2 separate regions of the Danio rerio genome follow, and region 2 is linked to region 1. A link is a contact called in public HiChIP or PLAC-seq data. All regions are on one chromosome and are shown on one strand. The core of a region is the stretch at or near the end of the contact, and the rest is flanking DNA. Distances in the headings are between cores, read along the strand shown. Region 1 overlaps btbd7 (BTB (POZ) domain containing 7). Region 2 has its middle 8.8 kb from the start of si:dkey-85n7.8.

The links. HiChIP or PLAC-seq counts read pairs in DNA pulled down with a chosen protein or histone mark.
Region 2: a contact with region 1 is called in an H3K4me3 HiChIP or PLAC-seq map of embryo, with 11 times the contacts expected there. The contact joins two enhancer-like sites. A contact is called at or near these places in 10 of 18 Hi-C or Micro-C datasets (caudal fin, embryo, fibroblasts and 3 more) and 4 of 4 datasets of contacts at active chromatin or transcription factors (caudal fin, embryo, gastrula embryo and 1 more).

Annotation. Positions count from the first base shown.
Region 1 is chr20:29,833,942-29,840,746 of GRCz12tu, forward strand. btbd7 (BTB (POZ) domain containing 7) reads right to left here. Exons shown (of 10, transcript NM_001025551.1): 7 at 6,212-6,401; 8 at 5,477-5,655; 9 at 2,894-3,301; 10 at 804-1,655. The coding sequence ends at 996. Among named protein-coding and RNA genes, the nearest start is that of ubr7, 24 kb to the left of the region's middle. Within about 2 kb of position 3,145, at least 21 of the 62 cell types and tissues checked have an H3K27ac peak or open chromatin away from gene starts, as enhancers often do.
Region 2 is chr20:29,902,678-29,909,445 of GRCz12tu, forward strand. It overlaps a transcript of btbd7 not described here. Among named protein-coding and RNA genes, the nearest start is that of si:dkey-85n7.8, 8.8 kb to the right of the region's middle. Within about 2 kb of position 2,729, at least 11 of the 62 cell types and tissues checked have an H3K27ac peak or open chromatin away from gene starts, as enhancers often do.

The sequences.
Region 1 (6,805 bases), core at 1,895-4,394:
CGTGAGGTTGGTTTGATTGAGATTCCTGAACAATTCTAGAGAACGAAGCTGATAAGGATCAACCTACATTTGCCGTCTCTCAGGAATGGCATCAACTGCAGCCTTGGAAAGAGAATCTGAATGCAAAAGAGGGTGCCATTTTTTTGTTTGAGACTACAGATAGTGTTTGTTTTTGGGTTTTTTTTAAAAGTAAAACACACTGGGATGAATCTGCAGATCTGGGTTGTGAAACAGTAAAACAAAGCCCCATTCACATTTAATGGTGCATCTGTGCCATTGTTATGCCTGATAAGTTGCCTCACAGGAGACAGGGGATTTCATTTGTTTTCCCTTTTATGTTCCATCTCGGCTTTTAAATTGCACAGGCTAATGTAAAAGCCGGCAAATGCGGCGGATTACACGAGCTATTACTGCCACTCTGCCCTCAGAAGAAGAAGGAGCCGTTTGTCAAGGACTAGACAAAGTAATGAGTTAGCAACTTATTGCCTTCATATTTTTTCAATTTACTCCTAAGGAACAAAATCCGTGCATCTAAGTAAATATATATATCTCTCCAGTCACCCTAGTCTATTCAAGGAAAGTAGAAGTAAAAGAAATATGCTGCAACATCCGTACATTAATCTGCAGCATGTGGAAGAAAAAAACAAAACAAAAAAATGAAGGACCAGAACGCGCAGGTTTGCCAAAATGACTTCCATGGTTGTTCAGATCCCTCAGACTCAAACATTTTGCATTTTTGACCTCTTTTCATGGTGTGCGCACAACCAAACCAAGCTCTCCTTACTCTCGACTAGGTTTCAAAGCAATCTAGAGCAGTTTCACATGACATCTCCCTTCAGTCATCAGAAAAGCAGCCACTCGAGTAGCTTATGGGCGTTCATCACTTCAAGATACTGTCAGCCTTTGAAAGAACACAAAGTGCAGGACTGCTGGTGCCTCACCTGTTAGCTTACACTTAGTATTTGAATCAGTCTTCAGTCTCTTTTTATCAGGGGTCAGAGAGCAGACTTCCTGTAGGGGTATTCGGGTTTATTGGGGGATCTGCGGTCTCGCGCCCCCAACCCTCCCTCATCCCCAGTCCCTACGTTTGCCCCTAAACCCAACCCTATTCCCTCAGGAGGGGGTCGTCGACCCGTGGGCCATTCCTCATACTGTTCTGTGGAAGGGCCGAGCCCACAGGTGAGGTCAGTCTCGTTTATAGGCCGTGGCCTCTGAATGGCTTGCACAACACTGCCTTGTGAGACAATGGCCAAGTCTAGTCTTTGTGGAGGCTGTTCCAGCACATCCAGGCGAAGCGATTCTGAAGCCTCAGAGTAGGATGGAGGAGGTGCTCCTCCGCCTGCCTGACGCCCGTGGATGTAGAGATCTGGCCCACTGTATGGAGGCACATGGCGCCCTGGGAACTCGTAGAGATCTGGGAAGTCAGGCTGCGGACCCTCTGGCTTGGGTTCGGCTGCGTGCCGCTTGCGGGAAGAGTGTGGGTGACGGTTGGAGTAGCTGTGGGACATTGGAGGAGCTGTGGAAAGGTGAGGGTGAGAAGGTTCATGACTCTCCACCTCCATAGAGACCTCTGGAAGCCGCCGCTCCTTTAGGGTCATTGCTGAAACACCCATGGCGATGTCCGGCATGAACTCGTTGATAACAGGCTCCATATTCTGCGAGAATAAGTCAAACAAAACAACTGTTATCACTAAAGAAACATGTTATTGAGGTTCAATACTGATAGGGATATAAAATATCCATACAGTCATACAAATACATGCAAGTTTCTCAGTATATCCATACCAACATGCCCACACAATTTGTTATTTTTAATTTAATTGGTCTGCAGTGCCCAAAAAAAGTGTTTATTATCAATAGGCTTTGTCTATTATGGTTGTTTGTAAGTTTTTAGCTGAATCCAACACTGAACTGGGAGAGATTCTGGAAGTTCTCCTTTGTCAAATGATATATATATATATATATATATATATATATATATATATATATATATATATATATATATATATATATATATATACATATATATATATATATACATATATATATATATATATATATATATATATGTATATATATATATATATACATATATATATATATATATATATATATATATATATATATATATATATATATATATATATATATATATATATATATATTTTTTTTTATAAATCTCTGGAACATAATTAAAATTAAATTGTAAACACTTCAGTCTCTGTGTCGTGTCCTTTGGAAGCCCAAATACCGAAACAGAAGAAGCTTTATGGAAAAGCAGCGTTTGGACGACATTTTAGCTTTCTCTGCTACAACATTACAGCGTCTCTGGCCACACCCCTTTGCGGCGCAGGATGTGTGCGCGTGGTGAATGCGCGTAACCTTAAGCATTTGTGATCTCAATAGCCTTTATATATTTTTTGCAGTCCTCAAACATCGTTCACTGTAGGCTTTGCTAAGCTAACTCCGTAAAAGCCAATGTCTCACTCTGCATTGGACTTTGAGCATTTTACATTCAGAGATGTTGTTTATGTTCACAACTGATGTTTAAAATATATGATATCATAGTGGACCATCCCTTTAACAAAACATTGGGATATTTCAAAATAAGCCAAAATAATACTTCAAAAACTGTAAAAAGTCAAAAAGATGCATAAGCAAACGATTTAACATTTAACAATGTTGAATGTAATCCTAAGCAAAAATCTAATTTAAAAACAATTTTTATGTACTGTATTTATAAACTCATATTTTAAACCAAAATACTTTTTAAAATTACACAATACAGAGTAGCCAAACATATATATTTAATATATATTTTAAGAAAAAAATACAGATTAGCCTGTCAGTGCAGTTTATATAACATCAACTACAGAATATTGGTATTAATCACCATTTGCTTGTCAGGATGAAGATTCCTCCCTCCCTGTGCATTTGTGCAGTCTGGGGGCAGAGGCTTGGCTCCAGGAGGATAGACTGGGCTGCCCATTTTGGAAGAGGCCTGCCTGTGAAGGAGTGCATGATTGCAGGGGTAGGAGAAAGATCTGGAAGGAGGCTGGCTGGGGACCCGAGGTCTCCAGCCTGCTTTAAATTGCTGCTGGCCATGGCCCGGGGTGGTGGGGGGATGGTAGGGGGGAGGAGGTGGGGGCAGAGGGGGGTGGAAGCCCACCAGAGCCTCCAGGTCTGTGAACATGCTCTCCACAGCTGGTGTACTATTGACCCGGCAGCGACCTGACTGGCGCAGGGCCAAAACGGGACTCTCGTCTCCAAAACGTTCCTCAGGAAAGAATTTGTGCGGATTCTGAAACACAGAATACGTAACCGTGAGGGCATGTTTGTGCTAGACGTGCTTTAAAAATGAGAATTAATAGGCTGTCTGGTATGCTGAAGAAGCTTCGACTCCTTCCAAGCTTTACAGCATAGGTTCTCTGATCATTTAATGGTGAGAATAACAACATCACAGCAATTTAAGAACTCAGGGCACTTCTAAAGCAAGACAACAGTACCTGGAGAAAACATTCTGATTGAAGCAAGATTAAGTGATGCAAAACACAATAAGCTGCCTTTTTGCTACACAAAATGTTCACAAATGACTGTTGGAATTCTCCCCTAGTGGCAGCTGGATTGAACTTTCATTATAATTGTGTGCGTAAGAGATAAATAAGATAGATAAAGATAACAAACAAACAAACAAAAAGTTGTCAGGTTATTTAGAAATAATAATATTTCTTTACTTTTAAATAAGTATGGTTCATAGGGCAAAATCTCAATTAATTGAACAGTTTAACTCAATTACGATTAATGAACAATTATTTGATTTATTTAAGTTTTGTACAGTAAATATGCTATTTTCAAATATTATTTGAAAATAATTGAAAGAAACATGCACTGCTATCTATGATTATCAATTGAACGTCAACGTTGTACAACTGAAATTAAAACACACGTTGCCTAAAACCAATTTCTAGTCATTAGTCATTTCTTAAATAGCCTGCACATTTAGAACCAAAATTAAGTATTTTCAACGATAAATTGTTCATATTAAAAGTAGAAAAGAAGCAGTATCTCTCCTAAATAAAATAACTCTTGTATATCCTGTAAATAATATTTTAATAATATTATAATAACATTATAAATAATAATAACAGTGCATTTACAAATATTTTAATGAAAATAATAATTTTTTTGTAATGGAAAATATGTTGCTACCAATCATTGTCAATGTAGTGCAAGCTTGCGACGTGTAGTTACATTTTTTGAGCAGCGCACAGGTATGTGACCGCATGAAGGCTGCACCAGACCATACCCTTGCTTTCAATGCAGAAGTATAAATCAGCCTTAACAGAGCGAGGTCACGAGACTTCACACGTCGTAAGCAAAAGAATTGAAAAAAATTGAACTAGAAAAATTAGATTGATTATAGGTTCTGAATGTCGATTTTAATTACTTTGTGATGAATTACCCAGCCCTAATGGTTCATGTGACACCAAAGACTGAAGTATTAAAAGGACATATGCAGGAATCCTAAAGGCAATTTCAACACCTTTTAAAGACTTTTTAAAAAACCTTCTCAGAATATTTTAAAGCCTCATCGCCACTTTAAGTTCTAATCAGTATCAAACCTTTAATGTAATAAACAGTTATTAATAAACAGTTGTAGTAAAATAAATAAATGGAGCACAACCATGCAACAGAACTCAAAGCGTGAAAGAATAAATTATGTGGTTGTTTGCAGCGACAGGCTTCAGCCACTGTTTAACTCGTCATCTCCAACCAGCAGTACGCAAACTTACAATTTCTGATTTTGCCATTTGATTCACTTTGGTTTCACTAAATGTGAAGAGCGACACATCACCTTGACCATCACCACGCATGTCACAAATTACCTGACACCACCTAGACAGAGGAGCTTTGCCAGATGCACCCCGGCCCGAACCAATCAAGTGAAGCAAGCACACTGTTGTTAATATTAGGAGAAAAATAAATATATTCATGCTTTTTTTTTAAATACTTTAGACAACGCTTGAAAAAAATTTAAGAGCTCGTAAATATGTGATTAAGATTTTTTAATAACTTTTAAGGGCCTTCTTCTCATTATTGATTTATCAACTTTTAATACCCCGTGGACACCCTGATTAAATATATGGTACATTAAAATAGCAAACAGTTTGTTAGCTTGTATTATTTTATAGCATTACTGTTTTTAACATGATATTTCATTAAATAAATGCAGCCTTAATGAGCATAGGACACCATTTTTAGAAAAAGTCACATTTTTGTAGTGCATTGAAGATACAATCCTATCTGAACGACACATTTTTCTCTTATTTTCACATTTTTGGGAAAAATTTTAGACTGGAAAATAAACCGTATCCATCAAAGGCCGGCATAAAACTAACATGAAAGTCAGAGTGAGAGTCACGGTAGCCATAGCAACACTTGTCAGTCTCCACGCAAACAGGATGTGCTGGTTTACCTGTAGGAGTTCAGCAGCCCCGTCTGGCAGGCCAAACTCTCTGAGCACACGGATCTGCAGCTCATAGCTCACTGTAGCGCCTTCACCACAGTTCAGAGCAAATGCTCGCTGCACCTGATCTGTGTGACGCAGCTCCTGCAGCCTACGGATCATTTCCTTCACTACTGCCAACCTGGGCACTGAAGGACAGATGGGGGAGAAGAGCAGAACAGATGACTCGAGTTACAATTAATACCCATGAATAACTGCATCAATTAATAACAGTACATATTTGTTAACAAACAATATTAATACGTGATGGGCATATATATCAGTCTTAAACAAACCTATGTCTATTATTAAATCGGATTAGATTTGTGTTTTACATAACACACACTGAATCACAAAGCTTGCCAAATACAAGGCCAATGTTCCCACTCACATTAAATACACCTAAAAAAATAATAAAAACACACACTGAACTGGTTTGTGCAAAAGAATAACAAAATTACCTTGAGGAAATAACGTTCCATGGTTTGATTTATCAGATTTACAACTACATCTAGATTAGGACATAATCTATTTGGCCTCCACAAAGCATCTCTCTAAAATCACTTGATTGTGAGTGTGACTCATTTCATCAAGCATAGCTGAGTTCTGTCCACAGATATACAGAGCCCAGCATGATTAGCTTTGGACTTGAAGATTGGCTGAAATAACACATCGTTACGAGCCATGAATGAGTGCTTAACCCACCTGGTATCTCATTAGCAACCACAGACGGCGGAGCTGATTGGCTGCCAGCCATTTGCTGGTGGTTGATCATGTGACAGCACTGGGGGACGGCATTGTTCACCATGTACAGTGTGTCAGGCACGTTGGACATACGAACCATGCGCAACCGAACCAGATCGGTCTGCTCAACCATCATCTCCTCCAGAACCGCCTGGAGAAACACATGTATGCAAGGCTTGATGCAAGTGATAACAGTAATTAAAAATTATCCAAGTATTCCATCAAGATTATTCCATACACAAAGTCAAAATCTATCAGAATTTACTGAATTTGCATATTGAATTATTTCTATTGTATAGTATCTCAAACTAAATAGATAGTTCACCCAAAACTGAAAATTCTGTCATAATCTACTTATTATTCACTTGTCTTAAACCTGTTTAAGTTAATTTTTTTCTGTTGAACACAAAATAAGACATTTTTTAAGTCCCCGGTAAATCAAAACTACATATGATCTTGTTAGCTTACATTGCCAGTTTTGTGGTGAACAATTTATCTGTGCATGTCATTAAGAAAAAAATAGTTTACCCTTCTAATCTTGAATTGAAATTTGAA
Region 2 (6,768 bases), core at 1,479-3,978, 68 kb after region 1:
TTTGTGCACACTTGTAGAGCATCTACATTTGAACTAATCAACTTGAGTTTGCAAAAGGCCTAATGTGTGAATGGCCCATACGGCATCCTTCTTCAAGTGAGAATGCCATCTGACACCACGCCAACCAAGTTTGGCAGTGGAAACACAATCCGTATTAGCCTGACACATGCTAAAGCATACTGTACTGCACTCTCATTGGAAATAATGCATTAGTCTTGGGTCTCCCCATAATGTGCCTGTGATATTCAATTAGCACAAAAAATATACATTACACTATTTAGTAAATGTCTATTGTTACATACCCTTACGGTGTGTCTTGGATCCTATGTAAACAAGATCAAGTGCAGTTCTTAATTATGATAAAGAAATTGCAAAATGCAAACTAAATATAAAAGAAAAACAAAAATTATGAATAAATACAGCATCTTCATTGTACAATACAGCATCATTAAGTGTTCTTTAAGCTTGGGGAATCTGTCTGAGCCAAAAGAATAGGGGAGAAAAAAAAAACTAAATACCCTGACCGCAAGTCTCCAAGCAGGGCATTCCAGCAATGAGTTGTGGTTTTTGAACACACACTCCAACAAACCACTTTTGCCTATTTCATGCCTTTAAAATGAATGAATAAAAGCCTGCAAGACCCGAGGTCTCATTCAAGAGTGATGTCAAGCCACAGAGGTAATGCTGAACTAGTTAAACTTCAAGAGACTATAGATTGCAAAGCAATATACCTGAATGATTGATACAACCCTCATGCTTGCGATGATGGTCAAAATAGTCAAACAAAAAAAGATTTAGGAGAGGGAAAAAATAAAGCATAGAATGTCCAGCAATGTTCTGTGTTTGATTCAAAGTAGAGCACAGAAGTTAAACTTTGAGTGGAACTGTCAGAAATATATGAATAATACTTAGATGTGATCTCAACCTGCAAATTAACAGGCGCAGGAAGCGACTCGTATAGTAAAGCCCCTCTGCACTGCAATTTAGCATCACATTTTATGATGCAACATTACTTTTATATGATATGACTTTTGTATTATACGATATGGCAGATTCAAAGAATGGCATTTTGATGAGAATGAGGGAAAAAATGGTGTTAAAGCTCAATTTTAGCAAGGGATGCAATGATTAACTGATCTCACTATTAACCGCGCTTTAATTCATCACGGTTAATTAATCGCAAAGGCTTCTCAACACAGTGTTTCTGCAGGGAACAAAACTGCTTCAACTAAAAGTTATACCAACTGTGCGCTAGTTTAAAGTTCCAAGCTACACCAAGGCTAATATGCACACACACTGGATTAAAGGCAGGTTTTAACTATGACTAAGGCTATTATATAAGGGCCATTCACATATCTTTTGTGCGAGCAAGTTCCCTTTTTCCAATAGGGGTATAATGGACAACGGTTGATCCGTGATCCATACGGATCACAACTCACAGTTCGGAATGCACATGACACACGGATTAACAACTTTTTATGAACTTGTAAGTTAATCCAACATTCATAACAATTGCAGAGAGATTGCCACCTGTGTCATTCCAATCACATGTATAAAAGCATTTTGGCTTCCCTTTAAAATATAATGATGATGGAAAAAGTTGTGGTGGAACCTACCTAAGGTTATTAATTACAGGTGTTTTCTGGTACCGTTTGTTTAGCCTGCATTAATAAATTCTGTGTAAAGCTGCACAATTAAACACTAAAAGATCTCAATTCAAACCCACGCAACATGAATGATAAATGATAATGATTTGCATATGTTTATTGGTCTTTCGAACAATTAAATAACACAGAAGTGCTGGGAAAACAGTTGATAGTTTAGATATAAAACACTGAAATTTATGGTAAAGATTAAAATCACCTTTTAATGGAACTTGACGCTAGTAAATATTGTAGCAATTACATTGTGTAACCAATGGGTGGCGACAAACAACCATCAAAATGATGTCACGGAATAGATTTTCAAAAACGAAACACCTGTAATGAAACATGAAGTGTTATGTGTGAATTGTTGAATCATTAATTGAAAATAAACATGATATGTTGTACAAGTCTTTATATAGCATTATCAGCAACAGTAGCAAAGATAATTTTTCGTATTAACTATTTTCTGTTTTTTCAGCTGGTTCTTTCTTGATTTTTTTTCCTTAAAAATTACAGTGTAAAAACATTACTATTGTTTAAATGACAAAAACTTTTTTTTTCCCTTTTTCAAAAGATGTCAAAAGAGGAAGGGACTATTGTTTGTTTTAATATTATTTTGTGCTGTATTATTTGGTTACAGAGCAGCAATAAATAACACTTTTAAATGCAAGGATTTTTCATGTGATTTTCTAAACTAGTAGTGTTTTGATATTAATAAGTGCATAATAATAGTGAGAATCGTGAAACCGTTATTTTTCCTCATACTATAATCATACAACCAAAATATATAATCGTTGCATTCCTAATTCAAGCATTTGAAATAAGCCCACACTGCAGTCTAGGTCTTGAACAGCACTGGGTTTCATTAGTGCATGATGATGAGGGCTAGACAAAGGAAGTGAGCACTTAATTCCTGTGTGTGTGTGTGTGTGTGTGTGTGTGTGTGTGTGTGTGTGTGTGTGTGTGTGTGTGTGTGTGTGTGTGTGTGTGTGTGTGTGTGTGTGTGAGAGAAAAGGAGAGCTCAAACATCCCATTGGACAAGGTGAAAAATTAGGACCTGAGTCAGCCTGTCATTTTAAGAGAAGGGGAAAAAAAGTGGTTGCCAAGGACAACAAGGGGGAGTGGAAAATGAAAACATGTCCCACTTTCCTCTCCCCATCCAATTTCTCTCTCCAGTGACAGCAGCCAGAGGTCAAGCCAGTGTGCTTGTGGAACTAGAGGGACCTTCAAAGACTGCAGACTGAAAAAAACTAAATCATTTTATGCCTATTTCTACATTCATGTGCATCAGCCAACAACCGTTTTTTTTTGGCTTAACGCTGCAAAAAATGTGAAACCATTAAAGCAATTATGTCAGCAAAGTTCAAATGCATACGGATGAAATCCTTATAATCCAGCAAATTTCCTAGTTTGTCTGGAGCACATAAGCCAAATGAGCTGAAACATCATTGCGCTGAACATGAGGACTTGAGCAAGGCTTCATAACATCATCAGACTTTTGTTGCGATAAGATTACAAGCTCAGAGTCAACAAAAGCCAGATAAAACCCTATTTTTGAATTATTCCTGGGACGTTGTTAATCGATACAAACAGATACGCAGTTGTCTGATGCTTTTCAAGGTTATACAATTGGCAAGCTACTCATGTTACATTGTACACAAGCACCACACTGTCAGTCTGCAAAGCGCTGGCAAACCGGCACAGAGAGACAGTGAACTAATTCATAACAGCAAAAGATTTCATAACCATTCTTGACGGACTGACTAGATGTACTGTCAGCTGGAAAGCAGTTATCCCACAGGCAGGACTCAACAATGAGGATGGCCTGATGGTCCAGAGTGTGAGAGAGTTTCAGGACACTTGGCAGAACTGTCACTTGTACTGCTGGGTCAGTGCTGCGTTGTCACTACATCTTGCAGTGGCTGCTGCACATGTGTTTTCATGTCTTGCAAACTTAATAACATTTGTCATGAGTTAGTTAAGATTAAAAGTGACAGAAAAGTTTTTATATTGTAACAAAATGTTTCCATGCATGCTGTTCCTTTGAGCCCTCAACATAAATAATCCGGATAAATATTTTAATCATGATAAATATTTGATATCTGAAGGATCACCTGACACTGAAGTAATGTCTTGTGATCTAGAGTAATGGCTGCTGAAACCATATCATGGCCCATTTTCACTGAGTGGTACAGTACAGTCCGGGTCACCTTTTTCAGGGTTGTGTCTTCACTGCCAAAGGCTACCAATTATACCCTTTTGGTGGGCGTGGTGTTCGAAAAAGTTGCAGTCGATGTCATTCTCGCTTGAAGTTTACATATCGAATAAGAAGCACTTCTCAATAAACACATGATTTATATACGATAAAACTTACAAAATAAGTTAAACATATACTTATACATAAGTATATAAAACTTAAATGCTTATGTATAAATACATGTTTATTACAAACCTTTCTATGAACACGATTTGATTATATGATTGTAGCTGCAGATCAATAATAATGCAAAATAGCCGACGGTGAAGTTTGCTGAAATGTCAAAGCTGACATTATACAGTCAGTACAAACCTCTTATCTGTATTCTTCACCAGCACATGTAACATTAACACATGTAAAAGTAATTCTGTCCTTACGAGTTTATAGTAGTCAGGATCAGCTCAAGAAGTTCGTTATTTCAAATATAGACGTGCAGAAACAGATTGCGAGTTCTCTGAAGAAAGTGGAACCGCTCGTGCTAGATGGCCTCGTAAACAACAACAGGTTTATCTTCTTGGCTTTGTGGCTGTTCATCAAGAGAACAATAAGGTTTGTTAAAGCTCCGATAGACCATGGCTCGTTATTATATGTATATATTATTATGGTGTAATGTCTTGGCTGTGTATTAAAAATGGAGCTTCCCTTTTTTTCATCGTCCTGGCTTGTACACACGCTAGTGACGCTTCTCTGTAAACCAATAGCGTTCAGCTGCACATCTAGCTTCGCCTTTTGGTACCCTTTTATTGTTCTAAGTACCCTTTGGAAAGGGTACCCAAAAAGTGGTACAATGGTACTTTTTAAGTCAGTCCGTCAGCATTTCACCATTAAGGGTTAAACAAATAACGCACAGCACTGTTATTATTACAGAAAAGTTTGTGCTGTTATAGTTCACTTACCTTTTAATACGTTTTGATGCGATTATAACCCACTATTAAAAAAACAACGACCGAATGTTTAGAATGAGAAGCTGTAATGTAGCCATGGCAAAATGAATTTAGGTGTGGCGCCCCAACATGGAAGAATGAATTCAGCGGAAACCATGGTACTGTACTACTCAATGCATACAGGCCATTATATAGATTTTACCTTCAAATTCCATAATTAAAACAATTCGCAAAAAGGAACAATTGTTTCTTTTTTCTGTGATAAAGATTTTAATGTACTTATTTTTATTATTATTACTACTTCTGCTATCACTACTAACATATATACACTAATTCCTTACACTTGACATTGTTTTATTGCATTAAAATACAGAAAGCAGGATAGAAAAGCGAAATGATTAACCTTTCGAAGCCGGGTGTGGATAAATTTGGTCCTGGAGGACCGGTGTCCTACATATTTTAGTTCCAACCCCAATTAAACACACCTGAAGCAGCTAATCAAGCTCTTTCTAGGTATACAAAAACTTCCAGGCAGGTATGCTGAAGGAAGTTAGAGCTGAACTATGCAGGACACCGGCCCTTCAGGACCGAATTTGGGCCCTGCTTTTCAGATCTTCTCTAGGGATGCACCAAAATGAAATTCTGACCAATGCATCATAACCGATATATTGTGCATCACTACTTATTGATACACTACTTAAAAGCACCAAAACAATATTAAAATCACAAAATATTAAATGCACGAAAAGTTGGCCGTCTCCGACTATTCACATCACACATGCAAAAGCTACAGGGACTAAATCAAAATGTATGACAAAAACAAGTCATTACTCACTGAAACTAGAGAACCTATAAACCAGATCAGGCTTAAGAATGCCGTATGGACTATATAATTTAGACGTGACTTTTTTTTTATCTGTGGTCACTGATCTTCATGAATATTTTACAGAATATTTCCTTTCCAGATAAAATGCTTTTCATTCATACAGAAGAAATCCATACTGATTTTAGAATCACATGATGAGAGAGAGTATGCAAATAATGACAGAACTCACATGTTCATCTACAGCCCTCTACCACAGAGCTGCAGCACCATCGCACACGAATCTGACTTAACTGTTGGCACTAGCACATATTGCAGCACGGCAGTAGGGGAAGGGTGGCCTACATCACAGGAAGATGAAAAAAGAGGGGGGAAACCCCTACACATCAACCACAGTCACAACACCTCTACAACATACTGCAGTAGCCCAAACCACAAAATGTTCCCCTCACTTGATTCTTTCTTAATTTACCCAGGTTGATGAACAACAATGGTGCTGATTGATATATATTAAGGATGACATTCTCTCAACAAAGCAGCAGAAGCAGATAAAGCAGCACATTACTGCTTTGGTTTTGTTTCATTAAACCATTTACCTTTGATTCTCATGGGCAGACACTGGGCTATCAGTAAATCACACTGTCTCTGCTCTTGGTTCAGGTACATCTGATAACCAAGATGCTTGAACTGAATATTTCCGACAACACAAACGAATTCCCAGTGTAACCCTTACTAACAAGAGAGCAGTTCTTTATTAGCAATATCTGACATTTAGGCTGCTGGGAACATGGGAATCTGTGTGGGAAACTGAGATGTACTGTACTGTAGAGGTGAATGAACTCAATGGGGGCCAAACAGGATGGGACTTGATGTAAACCAATTTGGTCATCAGTTAAAACCTTGCCTTTAATTAGGCCCTGATGACTTCCAGAATTCCAGAGGAAATAAACAGTCAAGACAAAGACAGGGGAATATGCTCCCGTCTACTAATTTTCCTAAACAATGCCCTGTCTAATTACAGAGGTCCAAAATAAGGCACCGTGCACAGCCTGTTTTCTAAATACAAATAAAGGCAGGTCAGTAAAGGAGGACCTGTTAGATGATGCAAAGCAGCTCTATACTGGTGACTCAACACGCCTTTTTATAAGCAAAATCAAA